Linked DNA regions of Mus musculus: all the other regions are linked to region 1. The links are chromatin contacts, called in public Hi-C and HiChIP or PLAC-seq maps. All regions are on one chromosome and are shown on one strand. Each heading gives the region's core, a stretch centred on a gene start, on an enhancer-like site or on the middle of the called end of the contact. The rest is flanking DNA. Distances are from core to core; before and after follow the strand shown.

Region 1 (3,302 bases), core at 316-2,815:
TCCAAAAGTCCTGTGAGCAGGATATGGGTCGGTATCAGGAGCAGCCGCGTGGACTCCTGCCTCCGGGATACCAGAATCAGAGGCCTGGTCCTGTCTCTTGAGGCCTGCAGTCTCTAAGGCTTCCTCTTACCTTCCTCTGCCCTCTGTGGCTAGGGGAGGTCCCAATCTCTCCCCACCGGGGTTTGCCATAGCCATGGCCTGGCTGAGCTTGGCTGGCCACTGTAACCTCTCCTCTCTAACCTCGTGGCCATTTGAGTATGACACTCAGTGATATTCGTCTCTGTCTGTCTCAGGTAAGGAAATGTTTGAGACAGGGTCTTGTTATACAGCTCAAGCTAGCCTGAAATTGTAGGAATCCTCCTGCCTCAGCTTGCTCTGAAGTGTTGGGGTAAATAGTATTGGCCCAAAGAACTATTTTATTTATTTTATTATTATTATTATTATTATTATTTTTTTTAGTTTTTCGAGACAGGGTTTCTCTGTATAGCCCTGGCTGTCCTGGAACTCACTTTGTAGACCAGGCTGGCCTCGAACTCAGAGATCCACCTGCCTCTGCCTCCCGAGTGCTGGGATTAAAGGCGTGTGCCACCACGCCCGGCTCCTATTTATTTTTTATTATTTTTTAAGACAGGGCTCATGGAGCCCTGGCTGCCCTGGAACTCACAAGGTGGGCTTGAATTTACAGAGATCTGCCTGCCTCTGCCTCCCAAGGGCTTAGATTAAAGGCTTGTGTTACCACACCAGCATATTTGTTTTAATCATTTGTTTTTGTTTTGTTTTGTTTTGTTTTTGGACAGGTCTCACCTCAGTAAGCTGGGTCACAGGTTGATGCTGAATTTTCGATAATCCTCCTGCCTCAGCTTCCCAAGTGTTGGGATCACACTAGGACCTGGGGAACTCTTACCTTTTATTTATGAGACAGGTCTCTCTTTGTAGCCCTGGTTGTCCCAGAAGTCTCTATGTAGACCAGGCTGGTCTCAAATCAGAGATCCACCTGCCTCTGCCCTGAGTGCTTGGATTAAAGGTGTCGGCCACCACCACCTCCTGTGGCCCGATTTAACTTTTTCATGTTTTGAGATAAGGGCTCCTATAGCCCAGGCTGTATTCACTGTGTAGATCAGGCTGGCTTCCACCTACCTCAACCTACCCAGCACTGGTAATAGGTCTTGTACCCCAGAACAAACCATGTCTTACTTTTTGTTGTTTTAAGACAGGCTCTCTGGTAACCCAGGCTGGCCGAGAACTCTTGATCCTCTTGCCTCTGCACCCCAGTCATTAGATTACAGGACTGGGCCCCCATCCTACCTCTGTGGGACAGGTGTCACTCTACTGCCCAGTGTGGCCCCCAGCCGTGCCAACCCTCCCGACTCCAAAGAGGACATAGCACACTGTAGGCACTCCATAAATCCACCGTGAAGCCTGGGTGTCCAGGCTGCGAGTCTGTGGCCTTGGGACTGGGGGCGGGGGGCACTGAGGCAGGCCTCCAGCTGGGGTTCCGGGCCGTGGCGGGGGCGGGGCGCGCGGGGCCAAGGTCACGGGTGGGGCGTCCGGGCCTGCGCAGTGCCGGGCGCGGCAGGTGGAGCGGGAGCCCGGGCGGCACCGCGTCGCCATTACACAATAGCGCGGGCGGCGCGGGCGGGCGGCGGGCGGCGCAGGAGGCGGGACGCGGGGCCCCGGAGCTGTCGATCGGGGACAAAGCGCGGCCGCCCGGCGCCCCCCGAGCCGCCCGAGCCGGGGCGCAGCCCGCGCCCCCCGCGACTGACATGATGTTTCCGCAAAGCCGGCACTCGGTAAGGGGAACCCCGCGCACTGCACCCCAGAGCTCTCCCTGCACCCCCAGCTCAGCTCACTGCACCTCCGGCGCTCACCCTGCACCCCAGCTCATCTCACTGCACCCCTTCTAGGTCGGATCCCGTCTCTCTCCCCGCCCAGGGCCTGTCCCAGGGGCTCCCTACGCTTCCCCAGCTCCCACAGGCCTGTTCTGTCCCCCCAGCCCTGGGCTCTTCCCCAAGGTCCTTGCACCCCACAACCCAGACCCTACGCACCCCACCAGTCCAGCACTGCATCCTTCAGCCCGGATCCCTGAACTTTGATCCCTGCCCTGAGTCCCCTCACCGCCTCCCCCACACCTCGCCCAACCCGACTCCAAGGTCTTCTTCCACCCCCACCCCCCACCCCCGGGCTCCGGATCAGCCCGCACCCCACTGCAGCCGCATTCGGCCTGTCTTCCTGACCTGGGGCTCAGGCCCAGAGCTGCAGCACCCCAGTCACAAGCCCATCATCCCCTCACCCCAGACGCGCATGTCCTCCAGCCCTAGATCTTGCATCCCCACCTCGGTGCACCCCCCCCCCCCCAGGCCCAGCTCTCTAAGAGCTTCAGACTGGCCTGCCACCAAGTCCAAGGCCCTGCACCCACCATCACCTCGGCCCTGCACTTCTTTCCACCTCAGATCTGCCCTGGCCCCAAGTCTGGTGCCCTCTACCCCCCAATACAGTTCCCGCACCCCCTGTCTCTCTCTCCAGCCCTGTCGGGCCTGGCGTCACCATCCGGGCCCAGCGCCACCCCCAGCCTGGCTCCGCGTCCCTCCTCCAGCTGCAGGCCCCGCACCCCAGCGGCCTTCCTCCTCCCAGCCCCCATCCTGCACCCTCAGCACTAGGGTTGGGGAGACCCTGTGCCCGTATAATGTCCAGTGCTCCCTTGTCCGGAGCCGGATACCCCGCAGTCTTCCCACCCCCCGCCCCCCCAGCACTAGGCTCCGTCCCTCTCATGTCCAAGCCCATCTGTCGTCTCCCACACCAGCTCCCAGTGGCCTTGCTCCCCACACCCTGCCCCTAGCCTTGCTCCCCAGATCCGAGATCTTACACCCTAACTCCTGACCCAGTGCCCTCAGATGCCGGCCCTGTACATATCCCACCCCCCTCGCTCCCCAGCCCCCCAGCTTCCAGCTCTCCCTAACTCCCAGGCCATGATTTCTCTGTGGCTTTGGCTGGGGCCTGGGCAGCTTTGGGGGGGTCCCTTCCTGAAGAGCACACCCGTGAGGAAACAGGTGTGATGGGGGTACTCCCAGGAAATGTAGGGTGGTAAGTTAGGTGCCTCTTCCATGCCGGCTTTGAAGGGAGGCCTGTGCCACCCTGATTGACTTAGAGGGGCTTTCTGGGGAATTCCTCTGGGAGCATCTGGAGGACAGAGGTGCACCCCGCCCCATGGGTGCCCGCCCCTCCCAAATGACCAGTGTGTAAAAGTGTCCCCACTGCCTAGGGGCCTCACAGCCCCTTCCTGGCAGCCCAGGAAGTGGGGCATG
Region 2 (3,302 bases), core at 235-2,734, 1.2 Mb before region 1:
ATGCACCACCCAATTCCGGGTGCAGTGGAGTAGGGACAACTACAGTCGGCTAAAAAGGTAGATGCTCCAGCCGTAGGGCAGCATGCATGCGGCCCAGGATTCTATTCACACCACTGGGGATAGAACTGGGGAAGAACAGCAGGTGTAGGTTGCCTGGCTATTATTCAGATAGACAGCTTTCACTGCCCTGATTAAAAGGTTGCAAATATGGTCTATGTAGACGCTGCCTCAAAAAAAAAAAAAAAAAAAAAAAAAAAAGGCTGGAGAGTTGGCTAAGAGGTCATGAGTTCAATTGCTAGCAACCACATGGTGGCTCACAACCTTCTATTGGGTGATCTGATGCTCTCTCTTCAAGCAGGCAGAGCACTCATGCATTAAATAAATAAAAAATTTAAAATATTTTTTAAAGAGCAGACTTATTCATAAAAAAGTCTTGCACACAAAAACCACATTCACATTAGTCAGAAGCCACTGTGATGTTACATTTGGGGCCACCGCTCAAGAAGAGCAAGGGCTTTGGAAACGCCATAAAAATGGGGGACATTTTGCTGAACAAGAAGCCAAACCCAAATTTATGCAGGTGAGGGGATCAGGCCACCTGGGGCAGTTCCCTTGCTTCCCGAAACCATGATAAAGTCCCCGCGAGGGTCAAAGGGTCAGCCCATCCCCCTCCCACCCCCGCTTCCCAGCGGCGTCTGGCCAAGGCCCGGGCGCCCCTCGCACGGCGCGCACGGTCCCCGATTCCTTGGAGGACAAAAGCCCGCGCCACAGGCGGGCTAAAAGCCACGAGGCTGAAGCCTTGGCTGCAGGCGTGGCGCACGCGCACTCACAGCAGCGCTGGGTGGCGCGGATCAGCAAAAGGCAAGGCACTGGGTTCAACGCATGCGCGCTGAGGCGAGCCATGGCCGGCGCGTGCGCACTGACCACAGCTGGCACGTAGGACGCACGCTCGGACGCACGCTCGGACGCACGTCGCCCGGCCCAGACCGCGGCCCGCAGTCGGGGCGCCCAGGCCGCCGCAGAGGCCGCTGGGAGGCGCCCGTTGGGGCCCTGCGCGGCCGGCGCGCTCATTCACCTATAGTAAAAGACATCCCTGTGGCCGGCCGACAGCCCCGACCTCCTGGGCACTTCTTCCCTTTCCCAGCCCTGCGGGAGCGCCGGGCACTCCCACCTCTTCCGCTCCATTGCGCCCCGGCTTTTCCGCCCGCCGTGGCCGATGCCGCCGCCGCCGCCGCTTCTGCAAGTTGCGACCCCCGGGCTCGTCGCCGATTCGGCTCCCTCCGCCGCCGCCACTCGCCGCAGCTGTTCTGTCCCACGGGCCTCCGCCCTCCGCCCCCAGCCGGGCGCGCGCCGGCTTCGCCACCCGCTCGGCCCCCTCCCCGCGCTTCACAGCCCCCGCTAGGGGGGCCGCTCCGCCCACCCGCCCGCGCGTGGGGCTCGTCTGCGCAGGCGTGGAGTCGGCCCCGCCCCTTCGCGCTCGCAGGACCAGTCTGACTGCCGTCCAGACTCTCTGCGCAGCCGCGGCCCCGACCCAGCCTTCGCTTGCCTTCAAGACCCGCCCCAAGGCTGTGAAGCCAATCAGATCACTTCAGCTCCTCGGCTTAAAATGCACAGTTGGCTACGTCCCGCCTTGCGGGAGACGCCCACAGGGCATGGAGACCAATCAGCGCTCAGAACCTCGTTCTGTGCTTAACTTCTCATATAAATCTGCTCTGAGACAAGGACAGCCAATCAGCGTGGCCGGGGTGGGACAACCATTGCGTTTGCGCTCTAGACTCCGGAAGCACAGTGTGTGCTGCACCTGGTCTGTACCAAGCTGGAGCAGTTTCGCCCGAGCTGCCGTCCTGGTCCTGGGGTCGCGCTGGGCTGCACCTGCGCAGTGTGCGTTTGTCAGGGACCCGCCTGGGCTTTGTGAAAAAGATCGAGTACAACTCGGGGCCTTCGACGCAGTCCTGCTTCCCTCTGCGTTTCGTTCTGGCCTCTCGGCTGTTCCAGCCCCAGCCTCTATTGCGTTACTGCGAGGACAGAAATGCACCACCACTCCCGGCTTCACCAAGAACTATTTAAGAAGTTTGTTCTTTGCAGCAGTACTGAAAATAGAAAGCAGAACCTTACACGTGGTAGACTTTCTGCCGTTAGGCTGCACCCCAGCCTGAGTTTGATGGCTCACGAACCTATTTAGAACATTCCTGGCCAGCCTGGGCCACACAGCAATACCCTAAAATCAGGCCAGGAATAGTGGCACGTGCTTGCCATCTCAGCACTGGGATAGTGGAGGAAGGAGGATCAAGCACTTCAAGACCAGCTTGGAGTTTACTAGATCCAGCATCAGAAGGAAGAACAAAACCAAAAACTGGTTTCTAAGTTAGTGAATGGAGTCACTCGCACTATCGCCCCTTGTCTACCGCAGCCCTGAGGACAGGGAGCTGGGGGGTCACTTACTCCTGCTTGGTACTGTCGGCTGCTTTGCCACTCAGGCCCAGCCAGACTTACCCAGGGAACATGCCTGAAGGCCAACTACCTTCTCACCCAGGCTTCCATTATACAGTACCTGGAAGACCTCTCTTTGAAAGGGGACCCTCCCTGACAAGGAGAGCTGCCAAGGGATCATGAGGTGAAATCACAACACATTTAAAGATCTTTGTCTTGCCTGCAATTTTTGGAGCTCAGGAACTGTATTTTATGAGCTAGGATTTGGGTCCCCAGATCAGGAGGAGAGATCAGATCACAGTGAAGAAGGTCAGGGGGACATGGAGGCTGGGATTAGTGTTTTGTATTTTTGAGTCAGAGTCTGACTTTGTAGCTTTCCCTGGCCTTGAACTCCGAGATCCTTCTGCCCCCTGCTTCCCAGGTGCTGGGATTAAGCCAGGCTTGGTGTCTGACAGATTTTTGCATGTGAGAATGGCAGCAGAAAATTGACACTGGGGTTCTCAATTCTCTATTTTTGAATTTTAAAAATCTGTGCCTCTTACCATCCAGAACCATCTAACTTCCCCAGACTGGGTCTCTCAGCTTGTAGCTTACTGCTTTATCTGGGCTGGCAGGAAGGGAGGTCTCAGACATGCAGCCTCCGGGCAAGGAAGTTCAGGCTCTCACGCGTGTTTGCCAAGCTGGTTACTCAACTGTCTTTCTCCTTCCATCTTTTTTATTCTTAAACCAATAAGGGGTTTTAAGTGGCCCAGGATGTCCTGAACCTTGCTATGTAGCTGGGGTGACAGTTATGAAGTGCTGGAGATGGACCAAGAGCCTTGTACACCCTAAAGGAGCTCCATCCCTAGCCGTTTCTGATCTTGACAACTTTC
Region 3 (3,302 bases), core at 435-2,934, 1.1 Mb after region 1:
AGTCCGTGGCTTTTGCTTTGGAAGCAGGAAGATACTGGTGAGTTTTGAGGAGAACGACATGGCCTGACTCCAGGATAAAAAAGAGCGATGGAAGCTCTGTTGAGACGTTTCAGGGAAAGCAGGAGTGGAGGGCAGAAGATGGGCAGGAAGCTACTGTCTTAACTGAAGAGAGAAACTGACGGTGGCTTGGCTAGGGTAGGCAGTGTGGTGATCGATGTGGACAGATGTGGATGTATTGTCCATATTTACCCAGTGGCATTTGCTGAGGCACACAATAAGAGATGAATTAGGATGAGACCTGGGGTTCAGCCTAAAGAACTATGAGAATACAGTTGTCTCTTTTGCTGTCCTAATGAGTGAGTTATGCTGGACACCTAAAACAAAGCATCTTAGCTGTTCTCCCTAAGGCAGCACTGAGTGCCAACTTTGGGCAGCCACCACGGTCTCCTTTCCTCTGCTCTCTCCCCAAACCTTTCAGTTATAACAGTGGTGGCTGGAATAATTGCAAAAGACAAGGTAGGTAATGGACATAAATCCCTTAAATAATAGGAAAGCATTCAGCATCCTATAGCAGCCAGCCACCTTGGCCTCTACGCCTATCAGTAAAGATTCTCTACTAACCAGTCTGAGGTGGCCTAGGACCCTTAGTACCGCTCATTTTAGAGACTGGTTTTGTTTTGCTTTCTCCCCAACTACAGGTAGCTGCTGGTAACAACCCTTGCACATCTCCAATAGTAATGAGATGAATCAAGTCAACCTCACAGGATCAAATTCTAGGCATTATTTCCTCGGTAAAGTGCGGCAGGCAACTACTCCTGCAGAAACGAGACACAAAACTGCATTTCCATTGAAAGTTCGTGACACTTTCTGTTTCACTAAGATATGCATATATCTATCTATAAGCATATAGATAGATATAGATTTAGATATAGATATAGATATCCCACTCCCGCGATACAGTTTCTCTGTGTAGCCCCGGATGCCCTGGAACTCGCTCTGTAGACCAGGCTGGCTCACCACAACTATTAGACACACTCTTGAGTGTTAAGAGCGAGCTAGGTATCCAAACACTGGGGACAATCTAAAAGTCAAGAGGGACTGAGCAAAGTGGACTGAACGCGAGGGTCTCACCCCGAGGATGGGCACGCGCCCTACAGCACTCACCAGGTCAGGCCGATAGTACCAATGCACCACCTGGGCCCCGGCGCACATGGCCAGGAGGCTGGAGGAAAGCATTTTCAAGTAGGCGGACCAGGGTACGCCCCCGGGCATGGTGGAGAGCTGGCGGGGACGGAAAGGGCACAGCGTTAGAGGGCTGGGTAGCCTTCAGATGGCCTGACCGCTGACCCTGGGTGGCTGAGTCGCAACACCACCTCGGGTGCCCCCGCAACTTCCTCCCCCGCGACCAGCGAGCGGGGCACCTGCTAGCTGCAGCCTGCGCCCGCCGAGCAGGGGAAGGAGGGCTCGGCGGTTCCTCGCTCCCTCAGCCACTCAGGGAGACGCTGGAGCCCCTCGTTCCTTCCCACGACTATGCGCGCACGAGACTGTACCGCGGAGTGCACGCGCGCAGGGAGACAGGTCACAGGGTCGCTTTAGAACCAGGACGGACCTCCAGCGGGCAGGAACCAAAGTACAGGGTCCGACGCAGCGACGGAGCGGAAAGCGGAGGCAATACTCGCGCAGGCGCACTCGATTGTTTCTGACGGACTTGGGGCTGGAATTGGGCGGGGGGGGGGGGGGGGAATTGACCGTTTCCACCCCTTAGCCAGCCTGGAATCCTAGCTCCTGGTTGGTCACTGTCCCAATCCTGCGTTTGCCATTCCTGGCAACTGTGATGTTTACAGCATCCTTTGATCTTTCGCACAAAGGAAACTGCACGTGTCCCACGTGGTTAGGAAGAGGCGGGGTTTCGCAGCACAGCACTTGCAAGGGCAAAGGGCAGGTCACACTACAGCTCCTCTTCTTAACCTGCAAATCGGACACCTTTGGAAGGACTCACTGACCGCTTTCTGGGAGTCGTCTATCACATCTCCTGTATATCAGATATTTACAAGTCACAGCAAAATCACTGTTATAAAATAGCAACAAAGTAAATTGTATTGTTGAGGCTCACCACAGCCTAAGGGTATTAAATAAAAAATCCTGAGGGTGTTGCAGGGTGGAAGCATTAGGAAGGTTGAGAACCACTGCTCTAGAGAGAGCAGCTCAAAGCTTTATTCTCCTGGTTCCTGCGGTTCTTTGAAACTTTACACAGAGCCACACCCAGGTACAGTACCTTTGGGTCATGGTTTTACTGGAAAAGAGACCTCCAATCACCTTACTTAATCTGAGAGTGTTTTTGATTGTGGGTTCATGCTTTGATTGTGGGTTCATTTTTGTTAAGTAAACTGCAAGAATTTTGAAGCATTAAGGTAGCATTGTGTAACAGGAATCGTGATAACTTTTTTTTTTAACTCTGGGCACAAAATTGCTCAGGATTGGGGGTGGAGGGCATTTGTCATTAAACCTGACTACACAATTTTGCTCCCCCAGCCCCACATGATGGAAGCAGAGATAGCTCTGTAAATTCTTTTCTTACACACACACAGGCACACACACATGCTTTTTTTTAACTTCATGATAATAAAAAAAATTAGTTTTAACTAAATGGTATTAAGTTTGACATATAATAATCTCACAGAAAGTATACATCTGGAAGACTATACCCACAACTAAGGCAATCAACATTATGCCCAAGTTTTCTGTGACTGTTCATGTGTGGGCACATATGCGATTTAGAGGTCAAAGGACAACTTCAGGAGCATTGAATCTCAGGCACTGTCCTTTCCTCTCTTTTTCCTTTTATTCCTCTTCCAAACTGGGTGTCTCATTGACCTGGAGCTCCCAAAATAGGATAGGTTAGCTGCCCAGTGAACCCAAGAGATCGGCTTGTCTCTGCTTCACTAGAGCTTAGCCCAATTGGCGACTTCCAGGTACCTGTCTCAGAACTAAACATGTAAATTAAACATGGTGGTTTAAATAGGTATGAGAAATGGCTCAACTTTTAAGAGTGGGTAGGGCTTTTGCAGAGGACTAGAAGGACACTGGCAACACTCAGGAAACTCACAGCCATTTCTAGCTCCAAACTTCTGGATCCCATGAGCACCTGTGCTCACATGCCTGGACCCACACATCCCCTCATGCATGTAATTCAAAATTAAAAAAAAAAATTCAAAAAGGCTGAGCATGGTGGCACACACCTTTAATTCCAGTTCTAGGGTAGCAGAGGCAGGGAGATCTCAGTAAGTTGGACGACAGTCTGG

The links. Hi-C and Micro-C count contacts between places; a contact is called where the count stands out from the background. HiChIP or PLAC-seq counts read pairs in DNA pulled down with a chosen protein or histone mark.
Region 2: a contact with region 1 is called in a Hi-C map of CD8 T cells, with 6 times the contacts expected there. The contact joins the promoter of Mbd3 here to the promoter of Tle5 in region 1.
Region 3: an H3K4me3 HiChIP or PLAC-seq map of embryonic limb bud shows a contact between it and region 1, with 5 times the contacts expected there. The contact joins the promoter of 1190007I07Rik here to the promoter of Tle5 in region 1. A contact is called at or near these places in 2 of 39 promoter capture datasets (cranial neural crest and pre-B cells), 2 of 484 Hi-C or Micro-C datasets (both in B cells) and 3 of 115 datasets of contacts at active chromatin or transcription factors (astrocytes, embryonic limb bud and embryonic stem cells).

Annotation. Positions count from the first base shown.
Region 1 is chr10:81,557,879-81,561,180 of GRCm38.p6, forward strand. Tle5 (TLE family member 5, transcriptional modulator) reads left to right here and starts at 1,566. Exons shown (of 7, transcript NM_010347.4): 1 at 1,566-1,790. The coding sequence starts at 1,764.
Region 2 is chr10:80,398,047-80,401,348 of GRCm38.p6, forward strand. Mbd3 (methyl-CpG binding domain protein 3) reads right to left here and starts at 1,485. Exons shown (of 7, transcript NM_001306143.1): 1 at 1,172-1,485. The coding sequence starts at 1,185.
Region 3 is chr10:82,621,544-82,624,845 of GRCm38.p6, forward strand. It overlaps 1190007I07Rik (RIKEN cDNA 1190007I07 gene), which reads right to left and starts at 1,685. Exons shown (of 3, transcript NM_001135567.1): 1 at 1,422-1,685; 2 at 1,165-1,281. The coding sequence starts at 1,272.